2 separate regions of the Zea mays genome follow, and region 2 is linked to region 1. The links are chromatin contacts, called in public Hi-C maps. All regions are on one chromosome and are shown on one strand. Each heading gives the region's core, a stretch centred on a gene start, on an enhancer-like site or on the middle of the called end of the contact. The rest is flanking DNA. Distances are from core to core; before and after follow the strand shown.

Region 1 (3,672 bases), core at 759-3,258:
ATGTGATGGACGAGCTGCCTAATTGCAAGCATTCATATGAACCTAACACCTAAATAATATGGTCGTAACTATCTATATACATTCCAGGGTTTGAGAACTAAAACCACAACATGTTAACAGTAATGCCCACAGAGTAAAAGAGTAACAACAATGAGCCATTGAAAGTTTTGAGAGCCTTACGATCTTATCGAATAGCTCACCTCCATCAACAAATTCAAGGACCATGTATATCTTCGTTCTGCTCGCCATAACCTATCAAATGCACGCATAACAGTGGGATCATCAAAAGGTAATAACGAAACTTGCATCATCACATCTGACAAAAAACAATAGTATACCTCATGCAGTTGGACCATATTGGGATGTTTGATCAACTTCATAGTCTAAATCTCCCGCTTGATCTGGAAGAACAAGAGGAGTTGATTAATATTGCGCATTCACTCTCCAAAGTCAGGCTAAATAGTAGATGGGACAGTTCAAGCAGCTTGACAGCAGACATCTAATGTTAGCACATTGGTATGTCTTCAACCTTAATCTCTAGGGAAAAAGGGAGCCCTAGGCGTGTGCAGTTTTTCCTTGTGATCGAAAGGTCACGATTTGGTCGATGATGCCCCATCCTTCCTAATTCTCCAAACCGATCAAAAGCTTGAGCAAAGCTAGGATACCTAGACACATTATTTCCCATCAGTCCATCACAGACGTTCCTGTCGACCACGACACGACAGAGACGTCAAGGGAACCATCCCACGTGACTGGCTGTGAACAAATTATAAATCGTGGAGGCGATCTTTCTATGGAAGCTCCAGTATATTTAAAAATTTCCCTGAGGTTACATTACATATTGAAGGGCAAGACCTGGACCTGATGGACATTGATGCAAAAAATGCATAAGATGCAGGAAGGAGATGACACAAAAGAGAATCCACCATAGGTGCATAATCTACAGGTGGGGTCGAACCACATAACACCAATGCGCACACCTCTGGCTTGCTTCTGTCCACACTGTATGGCACAAGAACAGGTCACACGAACAGGGATGGGGATCACGTGGATGCTCCAGCCCATGTTTAGGCACTGAACCACTCAAAGTGGTAAATTCCATGAACTGAATCAGCCAACAAGAATTCAGAAATAATAAGGGCTACACTATTCTGTTGAATTATACTACTTGCTAATAGGTCTAAGGCATAGCAACGAGACCCATGTAAGAGCAATTTGCCCAGCAAAGAACTGAGACTCACCTTTGGGCGCCACCCAGGCTGGGTGTGGGTGCTGCCCGGCCATTGGTCGCCTAGACTATGGAGGGTCTCATGCGGGCACAAAACCGGTGAGCCCCGGAGGAGGTCAGGCCCTCAGTGATCGGCAAGGCTGGAAGACCGGGGGTGAGATTTGTGTATCTCTACCAATCAAGACAACATTAAGGGATAAAACGCTTATTTTTTACCTAGCTCTTGAGCCAGCGTCAAACATGGAGCCCCCTTGTTGGCCCACACTAACTTGAGGAACGGGCGCATCGCCTCGACCTCGGCCGCGGGGAGGACTGCGGCGGACGCCGACAACGACGCCGAGGCCTCCGCGTCCTCGCCATCTCCGATCTCTCGCTTGTGGCGGTGGGACGGGCTAGCCCTCCTCCTCCGTGTCGTCGTCGTCGTCTCCAATCTCCCGCTTGTGGCGGCGACACGGGCTAGCCGAGCTCTGCACACCCCTGCTCTCCATCTCGTCGGCTTCCGCCATGTCCTCGGACCAAGCCATCCTTCCCTCCGTGGGGGAGGAGGACGCACGACGAGGATCGCTGGGTGTGCGTTGGCTTGCTCGGCTGGTTCGACGAGACAGGGAGAGGGAGGCAGCGGTGTACGGTGGATTTCGCTTCGCCAAGAGTGGTGAACTCCGCTGTCCGCTGCCAAGAGGGCGGGTCGGGGTCGGTCGCAGCGGGCGCGCCGGTGGAGGCGGGCGGCGGCGCACGACTTCGGTCCTGGTGGAAGACATGGGAGGGAGAAAGAAGAATGAGAAGAGGATAAGATTGAGTAGGGGTTTAAGATAAAAAAAATATAACTTCCTAGAGTAAAGCTGTAGTAAGTTAGCTTTTCGTTTGACTGGTCAAAAGCTGAAATCTAACTTCCTAGAGGAGGACGTAGGAAGTTAGTATGGGCAGCTAACTTCCTAGAGGCGGCCGTAGGAATCAGAAACTGAAAGCTAACTTCCTAGAGGAGGTCGTGGGAAGTTAGTTGCTCATGCTAACTTCCTAGAGTAGGCCGTAGAAAGTTAGATTTTCGTTTGACTGGTCAAAAGCTGAAATCTAACTTCCTAGAGGCGGTCGTAGGAAGTTAGCGGCTCGTTTGACCGCACCTGTAGATTAGCAACTGAAAGCTAACTTCCTAGAGGAGGCCGTAGGAAGTTAGTTGTGCATGCTAACTTCCTAGAGAAAGCCGTAGAAAGTTAGCTGCCCATGCTAACTGCCTACGACCGCCTCTAGGAAGTAAGCAGCTCGCTTGACCACACACACGGGTAAGCATGTGAAAGCTAACTTCCTATAACCTTTATAAATACCATAGGAAGTTATGTTTATTTCCTAGAGCTACCAGTTGCCTCTCAGAAGTTATTTATTTCCTACGGTTTATTATAAAAGTTATAGGAAGTTAAAAAACTGTAGGAAGTGTATGATTTTGGTGTAGTGACACGCTTTCAGCTCTTTTCTACTCCTGTATGTGGCCACCGAAAATAACCACCGACGACCTTACTTTTCGACAACTTGTGTAAAGCCACCGACAATTAGCAATTTTTTTGTAGCAATCGTCGAAAATAAGTTTGAATGCACTAGAACTAATAGTTATCAGCTAAAATTAGTTGGAGACATCCAAACAGTCTAGCTAATAATTTAGCTATTAGCTATTTTTAGTAAATTAGTTAATAGTTAGGTATCTATTCACTACAGGAAACACATAAATTTTCGTGGGCCGGAATATTTTCGTCGGCCGGCCCACGAAAATACGACAGTTATTTTCGTCAGTCTCTTGACCGACGAAAATAGTGGTTATTTTCGTGGGCCGGGCCCTTAGCCGACGAAAACAACCACTATTTTCGTCGGCCTCAGTCAGGCCCACGAAAATAAAGCGACCGTGCCCTAAATCGTCCCCTCCCCGGTCGCTCGATTTGAATCCCTTTGCCGGTCTGCGCCGTGCCGCCGCCCACACGCCCGCCGTTGTGCCGTCACCGTGCCACCGCCCACATGCCCCTGCGCCTTCCCTGCGCTGTGCCCACATGCCCGCCCACACATCCCTGCGCTGTGCCGCCGCCCACACGCCCGCCGCCGTGCCTTCGCCGTGTCGCCGCCCACACGCCCCTGCGCCACCCGTTCCTTGATCTTCTGTATAGTACGTGCAGCTCGTTGCCGGTACATTCAAACCTCTCTCTCTCTATTGGTTGTTTGCGTGATCAGACCTAACGACTCCCATCTAGTGAGTATGACTGTGGCTGGGCTGTGCTGGCTGAGGACATGCAATATCTCATGTGTTGATTTGTGTGCATGTGTCCCTCCATTCCGTTAGAGGTGTTGTTTGCTTGATGGCGTGAATACTTGCCGCATGAGCTCAAAAGCTATTTAAGTTCATTAGATTTTCATGTGATCTGATAACTTGCGCGTCTATAAACTTATCATATCATGCCTCAAGCCTT
Region 2 (3,672 bases), core at 330-2,829, 210 kb after region 1:
CCTCCATTCTTAAATATTAGACGTTGGATAGTTTATTTTTGAACTAAAAAATGTCAAGTAAAAAAAAACCCGGAGGGAATACCTATTTTCTGCAAGTATTAAACGATAGATATCATTCCTTGCAGTACAAGATGACTGAGAAAATTTACCATGTGCTTGATATCTTATGTAGCATTTAATTAGTTCGGGGGTTAGACATGGAAGAAGTAGTGTAACCCGCATGGAGTATGAAAAGCTCTTTCGCTTGGCTTACAAGCTAGTAGCATCATACCATTCTAGAGTACTAGTAGTAAGTCTAGATCACATCAGCAGAAGATATTACACTAAACGATCGGCACACAGCATTTTGAACAATTGCAAAGCTATCGAAAGAGCCTCCAAAGTAGCTTCAAACAGCCGGTTAAACTATATCATGCTACACAAGTTTCAGAATATACACTCACACTGATGCTTCAGCTCCAAATCAGATAGATCAGTAGTCACTGGACAGCAGGAGAACAGGAGTGCTAATTGGCTAGGTTCTCCTGCTGGCTGCTGCATCTTGATTTTGATCTTCTGTAGACTGTACCCAGGGCGAAAGATGGAGAGAATGCCGAATGTATATATATCATTCGGAAAAAAAAACTCAATGGCAATCACAATCTTATTTCTTGCCGCAAGCGTGTATAGTTTTCCTGCGTTCTCAAGAGCTCTCTTGAAAGGTCTTGATTTTCCAAAAACCTCTTGGAAAGTAGCCTCTATCCACCATATCCACCACCATCTTGCGGCCACCGTCATGTCATCTGCCCTCTTATGCACACACATTACACTTACTACAGTATTATATCTTGATTAGGCAAGCATTCCTCTCCTTTGCTCATTGTCTCGAACAAATCCAAGGCATTCTCGATCTATCCTTCCTCAAATGAATACCTTAAAGAACATTGTATGTCCGAACATTAGGCTCACAACCTTCCCTCTTCATCGTATCCTAGCATGGGGTGTAGGTAACCACATTTCGAATGTAACCCTTTCTGATCATATCATCAAACACCGCCACCGCTTCCTCCACATTGCCCTTCTTACAGGTTGCCTGAATTAACGTGTTACAAGTTGCAATCGATGGGGTTTATCCTTCTCTAGACATTTCATCAAACACTTTGCAGGCTTTATCCAGATGCCCGACAACACCCAACCCATGCAGTACGGTATCGAAGAAGAAGAAGTCCCATACACTGATGAACGCATCACGTCGTTATGCTCTTCAGTTCAGCTACTTTTGGAGCAAGGTGGTAATTTTGTGGTGTCTGCGCCCAACATGGCCCATTTATGCCACCGTTTCACTGTGGGCTGCTTCGTAGCCACGGCACAAATGGTCACGCAGGCCCAACCCGAATTCATCGATCTGGGCCACGGCCCAGCGCCATCAGGATTCGTGAATCACCGAATCAGGAGTTCAGGACAGGAATCGTGCTGCGGATGCTCCGTCCGTGCAGTGGAGGCCGCGGCATGTCAGTTTGGCTTCACTACCAAGCCTCTGGCCTCAAGCCTGCCTCGGCCTTCAGCCCAGCCGTGCCCAGCACCTTCGGACGCCAATTCACAACTTCGTTGTTCCTTCCGCAGCTCCGAGCTCCGGAATCGAGCAAAGCACCCGAGCCTGCGCCGCGTCAAGCCGTCAAAGCTCCCCCGCTTCATACCATTCCCTCCCCCGATCCCTCGCCTCAGCCCTCAGCTCCGCCCCTCGGTTTCCGAAGCGCCACCGCCGACGTGGCCTCCCTCGGCTCCAATGGCGTTGCCCTACCTGGAGGCCGTGCTTTGTGAGTCCCCCCCCCCCCCCCCCCCCCCCCCCCCCCCCTGCCGCTCTTTTGTGTAGTAGCAATCGCTAGCTGGTTGTCTTGGTTTGGGAGAAGATTCAGGATCGCGTTTAAACCCTAGGGTTTGGGAGGAGCCGGGTGGAGGATTTAGCGCAGGCGCAGTTGGATTTGACCATGCCGCAAAACCGATCGGGCGCCGCGGACGACGGCTTGTGCTTTGGTTGCCCTGTTGAAATCTAGCGAGCGTAATGTGCTGTGGGCCTGACGACTGCGATAAGCTTGGGAGACTGATGGTGCACCTAGCCAGTGGCGGTGTGTGACGTGAACTATGATCTGTAAAACGCTGAACTTGTCCAGTTGCAGTGCATAAAGGACTGGGTTGTTCGCACTGCAACTCTAAAAGAATTGATGCACACAGGATTATAATATTGAGTGATTCAATGTATCACGATGTTATCGAGTGATTCAGTGTTGCTAGAGTACACGATCTGAACTGAAGAGCCCCCATGATTTTTAATTAGTGGAGCGAGTGAAGGGACACCTGTGAGATGCTAACTTAGTCAGTTCACTCTGAGAACTTATGCTTGTGATGCAAAGCTCTGTTCTTCTATGCCAATATGCAAAGATCCTGCAGGTTTGCTGATGTCTAAATAGTAAAATGGTTCCTAGCAATATAATTATTATCAACTTCTTTTACCTTTCATACGGGGCTGTGTTAGTTTAGGGTCTGTCAGCAAGTATTACATTGCAATGAACTATGAAGTCAACAATTTAGATCTTATTATTCCTTGATTACATGATATGTCTAATTTCACCGTTATTTACTTGGTATGTTGTTGTTGTTTACTTGGTATGACTGATGCTTTTAACATGTATATGTGTTGCAGGCTTTATGATTTTCATGTACATATTTGAGACATATCTTGACATCCGTCAGCATAGAGCCCTCAAGCTGCCAACTTTGCCAAAACCCCTGCTGGGAGTAATTAGTGACGAAAAGTTTGAACGCTCTAGAGCTTATAGCCTCGACAAAAGGTTTGTGCAAGATACAACACTCATGTTCCTTGTTGCAACCTTCATTTTAAAATCATTTCTGATACGTGACGCCAAATCCATTAGTTGTCTTGCCTATCTAGATGATTGATATTGAAGCTTTTTTTTTTTGCTTCATCTTACAGCTATTTCCATTTTGTTCATGAGGCTGTGACTATTTTAATGGATACTACAATACTATACTATAGAGTTCTTCCCTGGTTTTGGAAGGTAAAACAAATCCCTTTCTTCTGTCAATCTCTTTATGCAAGTGTTTTGGTTGTGACTAGATCATATCATTCTGCAGAAATCTGGAGAGTTAGTTACCAGTGTTGGGCTGAGTGCTGAGAATGAGATAATACACACCCTTGCTTTCTTAGCTGGTTCCATGGTTTGGTCGCAGGTACTAATAATTCTCCTCATTACACCATAATATATGTTAAATTCTTTTATCCTTAGCCCATCTATAATATAACTGACTGGCTTCTGTAGCTTTTGACACTTAAACTGGAATATACACAACATTTACTTCGTTTTGTTGAACCGATTGCTCTATTGTGCTATAACATTAGTGCTGCATCATCTTTGAGTATGATGTAGTAGTTGTTGTGACTTATGAGTGAGGACCAGAGAGTGGAGTTGAGCATTGGGGCTTGTGATATCTATAAGCACCTTGATGCACACTATGCCCTGCTATGCTTTGGGTCCAAAAATGTTTGTGGCTCTACCACTAGTCGCTCTCTGTTTGGCCAATTTATTTTCATGATCTTTGGAATTTCTGTTTATAGCAAAAATGAAATGTGATTTATGTTCTACCGTATTATTACTACGCCATGTCTATTTAACA

The links. A called contact is a pair of places that touch in the nucleus more often than the background predicts.
Region 2: a contact with region 1 is called in a Hi-C map of leaf, with 8 times the contacts expected there. The contact joins the promoter of LOC100192503 here to the promoter of LOC103653911 in region 1. A contact is called at or near these places in 2 of 25 Hi-C or Micro-C datasets (ear and leaf).

The regions. Positions count from the first base shown.
Region 1 is chr4:160,920,169-160,923,840 of Zm-B73-REFERENCE-NAM-5.0, forward strand. It overlaps LOC103653911 (CBL-interacting protein kinase 9), which reads right to left and starts at 2,009. Exons shown (of 6, transcript XR_004857856.1): 1 at 1,445-2,009; 2 at 1,242-1,368; 3 at 339-401; 4 at 201-252.
Region 2 is chr4:161,133,844-161,137,515 of Zm-B73-REFERENCE-NAM-5.0, forward strand. It overlaps LOC100192503, which reads left to right and starts at 1,580. Exons shown (of 14, transcript NM_001137723.1): 1 at 1,580-1,796; 2 at 2,681-2,828; 3 at 2,972-3,056; 4 at 3,133-3,228. The coding sequence starts at 1,766.